Regions from separate parts of the Mus musculus genome. Here regions 1 and 2 are each linked to region 3. Evidence: chromatin contacts called from public HiChIP or PLAC-seq and promoter capture Hi-C data. All regions are on one chromosome and are shown on one strand. Each heading gives the region's core, a stretch centred on a gene start, on an enhancer-like site or on the middle of the called end of the contact. The rest is flanking DNA. Distances are from core to core; before and after follow the strand shown.

What was found. Promoter capture Hi-C pulls out the DNA fragments that hold promoters and counts their contacts. HiChIP or PLAC-seq counts read pairs in DNA pulled down with a chosen protein or histone mark.
Region 1: a promoter capture Hi-C map of liver shows a contact between it and region 3, with 4 times the contacts expected there. The contact joins the enhancer-like site here to the promoter of Ccdc85a in region 3. A contact is called at or near these places in 8 of 39 promoter capture datasets (cranial neural crest, embryonic stem cells, hippocampal neurons and 3 more), 3 of 115 datasets of contacts at active chromatin or transcription factors (embryonic stem cells, forebrain and stem cell-derived neural progenitor cells) and 1 of 9 other capture datasets (embryonic stem cells).
Region 2: a contact with region 3 is called in an H3K4me3 HiChIP or PLAC-seq map of forebrain, with 11 times the contacts expected there. The contact joins the promoter of Pnpt1 here to the promoter of Ccdc85a in region 3. A contact is called at or near these places in 10 of 39 promoter capture datasets (the 3T3-L1 cell line, the SN4741 cell line, cranial neural crest and 5 more) and 5 of 115 datasets of contacts at active chromatin or transcription factors (embryonic stem cells, forebrain, neural progenitor cells and 1 more).

What each region holds. Positions count from the first base shown.
Region 1 is chr11:27,972,434-27,976,033 of GRCm38.p6, forward strand. No RefSeq gene overlaps it. Among named protein-coding and RNA genes, the nearest start is that of Ccdc85a, 610 kb to the right of the region's middle. Within about 2 kb of position 1,913, at least 2 of the 459 cell types and tissues checked have an H3K27ac peak or open chromatin away from gene starts, as enhancers often do. A contact at or near this core is called in liver, where this site is marked.
Region 2 is chr11:29,128,814-29,132,075 of GRCm38.p6, forward strand. It overlaps Pnpt1 (polyribonucleotide nucleotidyltransferase 1), which reads left to right and starts at 1,931. Exons shown (of 28, transcript NM_027869.2): 1 at 1,931-2,105. The coding sequence starts at 1,945.
Region 3 is chr11:28,582,565-28,585,997 of GRCm38.p6, forward strand. It overlaps Ccdc85a (coiled-coil domain containing 85A), which reads right to left and starts at 1,760. Exons shown (of 5, transcript NM_181577.5): 1 at 718-1,760. The coding sequence starts at 978.

The sequences.
Region 1 (3,600 bases), core at 663-3,162, 610 kb before region 3:
CTTGTTTTCCTTTGTCAGTAAACTTGAGCTGAACTTTAGAGTTGCCCCCTTGTCAGGAAACTGTAATAAAATCTTCCATCCCCCATTTCAAGTGACTGATGTTTCCCATCAGCAAGCAGTACAGTAGATTTGTTTGAGACCCTGACATTTAGTAGTTCTTTACCCCCCATGGACATGTAAAAAGTCTCCCATCAACATTCATGATGTAAGACTCTGGAGTCTGTTGAGTGTTAAGCCATGAGTTATCAGCTAACCAGCCAAATTAAAAGCCAAATCCAGGAACCAAGATGTTCCAATTGGCCAAAAGGGCACCAATCTTCTCAAGTTAAAGTTGACTTGGTCCTAGTTCTGAGTTTGCTATCCTTGCTAGTTATATGTACTGTATGTATTGCAGCCCCTAACCCACACCAGACATTTGATTTACCTTGGGTGATTAAAAATCCTGAGACTGGGAAGTTGGGATTGGGTATTTCCTGAGGAAAAGTGGCTAATACAGAGGTGGCTGTTTCTTGTAAGGCTATCTCTTTAGCAGTCTTGTCAGCTAGGTTGTTACCTCTAGCCATTAGCGCTGTTCTTTTCTGGTGCCCTTGGAAATAAATGACTTACAATCTTTTGGGCAGACAGAGAGTTCTAAGAAGTTGTATAATTTCATCTTTATTCTTGATAGGTTTTCCTTCTGCTCTTAGGAGCCCTTGTTCCTAGTAGATGATTCAATGTACCTGAGCAGTTGCAAGTGCATACTGGCTTTCTGTGTAGATGTAAACAGCCCGTCCTTTTTACATGATTAAGGCTTGTATTAATGCTATCAGTTTGACCCTTTGAGCTGAAGTGCCTGGAAGAAGAGACTGAGTCCAGATTTCTTCTGTCTCTGTAGTCACCACTACCCTTGCTCTCTTCTAAGCCTCATGGAGGAAGTAGCTTCTGTCTGTAAACCAAGACTGTTCCACCTCTATCAGAGAAAAGACCTTCAAGTCAAGTCGAGTACTATGTACCTGATCCAGAATCTTGTCACATTGATGGAGTGGACAGTCCAAATCAGGATCAGGTGGAAGGAAAAGAGGTGGCTGAAAAGTAACTTGGTCAAGGTTGATTAATAAAGTCTGATATTGAGTCATATGGGCATTACTGATATATCGATAAGGAAGCTGTTTGAGTACCCCTTCAATGGCATAAGGAGTAGTCGCAGTCAGATTCTGCCTCTCAAAATTAGTTTATCCGTGTCTTTAACCAACAGTGCTGTGGCTGCAATAATACATCGGCAAAGTCGCCGTTTTGCTACCATTGGATCTAGTTTTTTGATAAGTAAGCCTCCAGCCATTTCCATGGCTCTAGAGTTTACATCAAGATCCCTTTAGCCACCCCACCATGTTCATCAACATACAGATGGAATGGCCTCACTGATATCTGGCAGTTCTGAAGAAAGGGCAGACAACAGGGCCAGTTATACCTTTTCAAAAAGCCTTCATGTTTTCATGCTGTCTGTTCTCAGTATCAGAGGCCAGATTAAGGATCAAAACCTATATTGAGTTGCCTTCCTGATACAGTAATTTGACCCCTTCAGATTTAAAACAAATTTGAGATTTCATCTTTGCTAATAAATCTCTTACTAGCCAGGGGTAAGGGCATTCACAGATAACCACAAATGAATCATTTACTTGTCCCATTCCAAAGTCCACTGATCTTCAGGTAATTCATGAGTATCATTTAGTATCTGAGGCCTCTTGGACCCAGGATTTTTTGGAAGACATTGGCCTTTTGGCCTTCAGGAGCGCCAAATGTTGGGTTCTAGTATCCACTAGGAAGTTCAGGGTTTTCCCCCTCCTCTCTAAGGTTTACCCTGGGTTTATGGAGTGAGTCCATGCCTTCCTGATACAGTAATTTGACCCCTTCAGATTTAAAACAAATTTGAGATTTCATCTTTGCTAATAAATCTCTTACTAGCCAGGGGTAAGGGCATTCACAGATAACCACAAATGAATCATTTACTTGTCCCATTCCAAAGTCCACTGATCTTCAGGTAATTCATGAGTATCATTTAGTATCTGAGGCCTCTTGGACCCAGGATTTTTTGGAAGACATTGGCCTTTTGGCCTTCAGGAGCGCCAAATGTTGGGTTCTAGTATCCACTAGGAAGTTCAGGGTTTTCCCCCTCCTCTCTAAGGTTTACCCTGGGTTTATGGAGTGAGTCCAAACCCTGACTCCCTCAACATTTTTTTCTCACAAACATGAATTTAGCCAGCAACTTCCTTTCTGGGCACTTTCTAGCCCAATGACCTTCTTCCTTAAACTAAACTCATTGATTTTTAATAAATGGCTGTTCGTGGCCTCCTTTAGCCTCCTCTCCTTCAGCAGTCCATTGGAACTGGCTTTTCCTTTACCCTGAATCTAGGGCATTGGCTAAAAGGACTCTGGCCAAGTCTCTATTCAAATCTGTATTTCCTGTCTGAATCTGCTTTTCTTCTGCACTTTCTCTATTATTGTTCACCTTCTCTGTAACTTCTAGTAGATCCCTCAATGACTTTTCTCCTAATCTTTCTTGGCTCTGTAACTTCTTAACACCTGATGCTGTCAGATTGATAAAAGGCAGGGCTACTGTGCTAGAATTCTCTGCTTATCAGTGTTTATGTGTATATAGTGTTGGAAAGAATCCTCCATGACCCGTTTGAGAAATGCTGCTGGGCTTTCTTCAGTTCCCTGACTAACATTATAAATTTGTCAAGTTAGTGAACCATCCAGCAGCTACTTTGAGACCTGCCAATAGAGCCTGGTATATTGATGAGCATGGTGGGGTGGCTAAAGGGATCTTGATGCAAACTCTAGAGCCATGGAAATGGCTGGAGGCTTGCTTATCAAAGAAACTGAAACTAGTGGTAGCAAAATGTTGACCTTGCCCATGTATTATTGCAGCCACAGCACTGTTGGTTAAAGACACAGATAAACTAATTTGGGAGCAGAATTTGACTGTGACTACTCCCATGCCATTGAAGGGTACTCAAGCAGCTTCCAAACATTGGCTACAGCATGTAACTTAATTATCTGTGCTGAAGCAAGAGAAAACTCAAAAGAGTAAACATGTGATCCAATTACATATACTTTTCTCCCGTAGAAGGGCTGTTTATAAATACAGTACATATATTTTTATGGGATGCATGCATAAATTTACAGAAAATAAAAAAGCATGCATAAAAGCAATTTTGGATAATGATCATCAATTTTACTTAAAATGTTTGCCAAATATCAATATTCTGCAATAACCAATATAATTGTTTGAACAATGAACAGATGTCTCATCAGGTTTTTAAGACTTTTTTTTTTTCCTAAAATACCTTCTTGATTTTATCTTATAATTCTTTATTAACACCACAACATCTTCATAACAGGATATTAAAACTTTGGAAATGAAGAAAGATGATTTCACATTAATGCTCTCTTTCGCCAAAGAATTGCTGTGGGCACATTGAGCAACAATAAATATGCAGCTAATATTTGATTACTATTGATTATAATTGATAACAACAGATTTAAAAAGCTTCCTCTACTTTGTGCAAAGCTTTTTGTTTTTCACCAGTTAATTTGCATCTCCCTTGATAAAATCCAACA
Region 2 (3,262 bases), core at 681-3,180, 550 kb after region 3:
CATTCAGGTCAACTCCACGCGCTTGGACCTGTCCCTGACCAAAGGATTACCCAATTGGATCTCCTCAGCATTTTCTTTCTTTAAAAAATGGGTGGGATTAATATTATTTGGAGATACACTTTGCTGTGGATTAGTGTTGCTTCTTTGATTGGTCTGTAAGCTTAAGGCCTAAACTAGGAGAGACAAGGTGGTTATTGCCCAGGCGCTTGCAGGACTAGAACATGGAGCTCCCCCTGATATATGGTTATCTATGCTTAGGCAATAGGTCGCTGGCCACTCAGCTCTTATATCCCATGAGGCTAGACTCATTGCACGGGATAGAGTGAGTGTGCTTCAGCAGCCCGAGAGAGTTGCAAGGCTAAGCACTGCAATGGAAAGGCTCTGCGGCATATATGAGCCTATTCTAGGGAGACATGTCATCTTTCATGAAGGTTCAGTGTCCTAGTTCCCTTCCCCCAGGCAAAACGACACGGGAGCAGGTCAGGGTTGCTCTGGGTAAAAGCCTGTAAGCCTAAGAGCTAATCCTGTACATGGCTCCTTTACCTACACACTGGGGATTTGACCTCTATCTCCACTCTCATTAATATGGGTGGCCTATTTGCTCTTATTAAAAGAAAAAGGGGGAGATGTTGGGAGCCGCCCCCACATTCGCCGTTACAAGATGGCGCTGACATCCTGTGTTCTAAGTGGTAAACAAATAATCTGCGCATGTGCCAAGGGTATCTTATGACTACTTGTGCTCTGCCTTCCCCGTGACGTCAACTCGGCCGATGGGCTGCAGCCAATCAAGGAGTGACACGTCCGAGGCGAAGGAGAATGCTCCTTAAGAGGGACGGGGTTTTCGTTTTCTCTCTCTCTTGCTTCTTGCTCTCTTTTCCTGAAGATGTAAGAATAAAGCTTTGCCGCAGAAGATTCTGGTCTGTGGTGTTCTTCCTGGCCGGTCGTGAGAACGCGTCGAATAACATCAATGCTTTTATTTCCTTTTGATTTATGACTCAAAATTACTACTATTCTAATTATTTTAGAGTGACATTAGGAAACATAGACTCCTTCCCATTTTAATATACCTCTCCAAAACTTACAACTGAATGAATGGTAAATTATTCAAGGGGTTCTCAAAAAAAAAAGTTTTTTCTTGTTTTTTGTTTTGTTTTGTTTTGCTTTGCTTTGTTATGTTTGTGTCTAAGTGTGTGCGAGTTTGCATGTGTGTGGATACACCAGTGTGTGCAGGTGACTGGGCGTGTGTGCCTGTGTGCGCGTGCGCGTGTGTGTATATATATATATATATATATATATATGTGTGTGTGTGTGTGTGTGTGTGTGTGTACGTTAAGAATGTGTGGAAGCCAGAGGTTAAAGTACGGTGTCTTGCTTGATAGCGCTCTACTTATTTTTTGAGGTAGGGTCCCTTGCTGAACCTGGAGCCCTCAGGCAAGTCTAACAAGCCAGGATGATTCATGGATTCATTCTCAGCCTCTGAACGTTGGAATTACAGGTGGCCTTCCATAGACACAAACCTAGATCTTTAGGTAAGAACCAAATAATCGTGAGTTGTTCAGTATTTATTTACTGTTACATTTATTAAACACATTGTTCTAAGACTTTCTTTCAAACCGTGATAACACTAGCGCGCGCGCGCACACACACACACACACACACACACACACACACACACACACACGGCGCGGGAAGTATTAAAGGGCTTTCTTTAAATCTATACATTTTTTTTAAGGTAGTACTTATTTTTCACCGATAAGGGTGGGGGAATAAAAGCTGACTGAAAGAAACGCATTCTGGTGGTTTGACTCTGGCAATTACAGAAAGCCTGCAAGGATTGCTTTCCCGGCAGTTTGCAGGCTCCACGGAAACGAAACTGCGTCCGACTCCGCCCACAGGAGTGCTGGCCAATGAGGCGCTGCCCAGGCCTTCCACGCTCTGGGTGTCATGGCGGCCTGCAGGCTGTGCTGCTTGTGCCCGTGCCTCCGACCGCTGGGCTGCGGCCCCCTCGGCCGGCCCGGGCGGAATCGGGCACTCAGCTATTTGCAGATGCGAGCGTTGTGGAGCAGCACCGGATCCAGAGCGGTGACTGTAGACCTGGGACACAGGTGAGAAACGGTGTGAGTTCGCGGTTTTCACGCGGCGTCTGTCTTGTCCATTCAGCCCCAGAAGTCAAATCCCCCCCAGGGTAGGAATCAAGCAGCCTAAGTCTCTTAAGTTCTCTACTCCAAACCTAAGGTCGAGATTTCCTTTTTCCGGATTTAAAGTCTGTCTCCCTTTCCCAAGCTGGCCGCTGCCTTTTGCCTCTTCATCTTCCTCCTAGCCCTGCGGTGAACTTCCTGAGTCCTATTGCCTGTGCCCCAGACATCCTTTCTCTATTTTCCGAGACCTCGAGCTCTGAAGTAGGAAACCCTAGGTAATGCGTTATCGTTCCGTGCCCCAGGTCCACTGATGGCCGGTGTGAGCCGGAGATGAATGCCAGTTATAAGATGCACATAGTCCTGTTAAACCTGTAGTGAAAGTACAGTTACCATCCAACAAAAGGTCAAAAAGGCAAATTTCTCAGTTAACAAGACACACGGCGGGGGTGTATATGTGGATATTTTAAATAATAGGTTTTTTTAAAGCTTTTCCCTAAAGCTCTACTTTTTGTGGCAGGCCGCTGCCCCGTGTCCTCCCTTGGCATCCGATTACTCTTCCCATCACTGTGTTCTGCTTGTTCATTCTATCAATCTTCTTGTTTATGTTCATAGAGTATTTAGGTAGGCATTCACTCACATGGTTTGGCATATAGAAACTTCAGAACTCTTCCATTTATTCCCAAATGCCTACTTCCAAACCCCAGAGGCTAGCTATGCTATGGGTCCACTATGTATTTGGAGGTATTTTATACAATATAATATTGAAAAGTAAATTGTTATGAGACAAAGTAAACAACAACAACAAAACACCATAAACTTAATAGCTTTCTTGGAACAATCAAAATTACATGTAAACACCATAAACTTAATAGCTTTCTTGGAACAATCAAAATTACATGTACTCCCTACCCCCCAAAATCTTTCTGACTTTCTGCATTATTAGAATTCATTGAATAACATACTGTTTCAGTTCTGATATCGCAATTTGTCAGGTCGTTCAAATTTCCTTTGATATAATCTGGTTGTTGACAAACATGCTTTTATTCCACCATCAATTGCTAACTAATACCAACTCTCTGATTGCACATTATACTTTGTACACTAATAATATTTGTGTATTTCTA
Region 3 (3,433 bases), core at 510-3,009:
GAACACTTACCCAGCGCCTTCTACACTTGCCCCCACCTCATGCTTAATAAAATTAATGTAAAATCCAGAGTGAAGAAAGAACAGGTAAGTAAAGCAGTTTGAGGTGATGACAATGCTAGTAAGGGAAGAAAATCAGGAGAGCTAGTAGAAGATTTGAAGGCAGAAATCTTGCTTACCTGCACCCAGTACCGAGTCATACTCACACTGGCTCCTCGGGTGGTACCCGAGGCTTCTCTCCTGTTCTTAGCAGTTGTGTCCTTTCTTTGCCCTCTGCTCACCAGAAAGCTAGTGGTGGTGCAGGAGCAGCTACACCCGACCCCTAAAGGTGAAGAGGCACTGGGCTGGCAAGCTCTCTAGTCTTCTCCCTTGGTGTACTGTAACCTAATTCCTGAAGCGTCTTTGTTCCTTGGGACTTTAAATATCCCCTGTGCTCACCGTGCCCTTCTCTGACTTCTGACATCCTTGGTTCCTAATCCCTTAGTCTCAGAAGCATCAAAGAAAGCCAGATGCCAAGTCCCCGTAAGAAGAAAAGAAAGGGCCTCCAAAGTTTGGAAAACTTTAAGGTCTGGAGATGGGGACAAGGGGTGCTCCTGGGAGAAGGGAGAAGCTCACCTGTTGATGGAGGTACGAAAGTTTGGCTCTCCCACCCTCCTCCCACCGCGATTCCCAGATCCCTGCCACGCCCAGCCCAGCCTTCTTGCCAGGCCCAATACTCACCTTGAGCCCTCGGATCTCGCCGAGATGCAGCTGCAGGCGGCGGTTGACCTCGCGAATGAGGTTGCTGTGGTCCAGCATCGCGCTCACCTTCTCGGCTTCGGCTCGCCGCAGGCTGCGGATCAGCTCCTCCTTGCTCCACTGCAGCAGCTCTTCGTCCGTCACTTTAGATAGATCATCCACGCCCGTGGGTGTCGACGCACCGGCCGGAGCCGAGGGACAACTTTCCGCCGCTGGCGCTGAGCCTCCAGCCGCCTTAGACATGGTATCCGCGCAGCGGCAGGTGCGAGTGGGTAGAGGCGAAACGACTGGCGAAGGTGCAGGCGCGGCTGGGTGGCCTCCTCCCACACCCCTGTACGCTTCCAGAGTCAGAGGTACCTCCGGGGGACCGCTGCGTGGGGACGGCAGGAATCGCGCTGCGTGGCCATCCTACCTCGCCATCCAAGCGCGAGTACCTGCCGAATCTCGGGGCCCGACAGCCAGTTCCTGGTGGCTGCATAGGTCCGTCCCAACTCGGCGCAATTCCATGGTGAAGGGCGCCGGGGAGCAGGAGCGGGCGGGGACACCAAGAGAGATCTGTCTCAATCCCCTGCCCTCTCCTTCGCTCAGATCCAGACAGCCATCCCTCACGGTCTGACACACACACACACACACACACACACACACACACACACACACACAGGCACACGATGCACACGCCCTTCCCTCTCGCTTGCTAAACCCCGAGGCTCCGCTGCTACCCTAGGGCGAGCTGCTGTCCTTCCCAGAAAGCTCCGCGCAGCTGGCTAGCTGTAGTCCTATGGCTGATCCTAAACTGTTCTGGGAAGCCTTGGGTTTTCAGAGCCCAGAAAAGGATGGGCGGGGATTGGGGAGCAGCAGCAGGGAGGAAGCTGGCTCCCGGGGCGCCCGCATTCCGCAACACCTTCTGCAAAGGCCAAACCCGAATGGCACTCAGCTGCCCAACCGGACCCTGAGCTCCTGGTGCTCTGCTGCTAGGGACGATTGGGAGCGCGGTTCCCAGAGCACAGGGATGCGGGTGGGGCTGGAGTCAAGAGCAGGTGCCGCCAGGGCGTTGAGAGGCTCGCGCGCGCCACCAAGTGACTATAGGCTGTCCCCTCCCCTCCATCTCTGCAAGTCAGACTAGTTCAGGAGAGGCAGCCTGCTGACCAAAATGAGCGACATTCAGTTCTTGGAAGAATTGGATGCAGAAATTTCGAGAGCAAGACATATGACTAACTAGCTAGATGCACTTCGGAGAACTGGAGAAGAGGGAAGAAAGCCTGTACCGGAGGTCACAAAATCCTCAAGTTCAGGAAATCAGGGCAAAGAGCTGTTAAATTCAGCCCTTTGGGGACCTCCACCCCATTCCCAGGCCTTTGTTTTCTCTAAAATCTCACCACCTTATGAAGAAGCTTCAGGTGGAAGTACTTGGCCCTTTTAAAGTTCGTTTGGGAAATATCAAGGCCTTTAGAAAATAAAATAACTTCTGCTTCTCCAGGAGCCTGGATTTTCAGGTCTGCATACCCGGTGCCCTTGGCAAAGTAAACTGAAATACCAACCAATACCAACTGAGCTTTTCACTCCTCTGTGCTGCAAACTGGGCTGGCCTTTGATGGTCCGATCTGGAAGGAGGGTTCTATGTTTTGGCTAGTCTCTGGTTAAATACAGCACAATCCTCTTTCAGCTGAAAATACACTTGTTTTCCTAAAGGATGGGTGCAGAAGGCCCTGACAGTATCATTTCTAGGAAGCTGACAGGACCAGAAAATTATAGAATCACACTATCCCAGCCTGAGCTTCTGTCACAGTGAGGGTCTCAATCAGTTCCCTCTAATGAGGCAGTGCATATCCTCTTTAAAGCTGCCACCTTGTGAAAAATGATGAGTTAGGGACTGAAACCTTTGCCTTCTGGAGATCGAAGGAAAGTAGTACGGTTAGCCCCTGACCATGAACACACACACACACACACACACACACACACACACACACACACACACACACCACATACATAACTGTACTCATAGAGACTTCCTTCTGTATCTGGGCCTTTGCCCTCTCTTCTCACAGCATGCATGTACTCTCACCTTCTCTCTGACATACTGGCATCCAACTCTCCCCCCCCCCCACACACACACACACTAACCTTTGGTCATATTTGCAACCCAAAAATGTCTTCCTTGGTACGCTGAAGCACTGTAATCCTAGGAGAAAGTGGCTCCTCTCTCAATTTTCAGCAAAGGGAGAAGTCTGTTAAAGGTTTCTTTCAACACACCCAGAGACCAAGACCCAGCTAGTCCTCCAATGCTTTCCACTGCTTACTTCAGCTTACAACCCTCCCAACCTTTCACTTCAGATAACTCAGTCCTTCCCCTGTATTAATGGTCTTGACTATGTCTGGTGTAATTTTCTTGACATTTCCTTGTCTCTCCGATGCACAGGTTTTTAAGAGAATGCTGCATAACAGTTTGGAAATGGAAGAGAATACACAAGATGGAAAATTGTGAATGTCGTTCCATGTTCTTGCTTTTGATGAATCTTGAGTCACTGGTACTCAGGCCCCATGGAGACGGCTTGCTTTTAGGTGCTTCATCGGGACTTTAAAACAAAGTTCAGCCAATGATTACAGTGCCCAGGGCAGCTTCTTGTTTGAATCTTGGAACCACCATGGTATTTATCCCTAGATGACAGGAATCTACTGCTTTGCTCAGTTTATTTCTCAA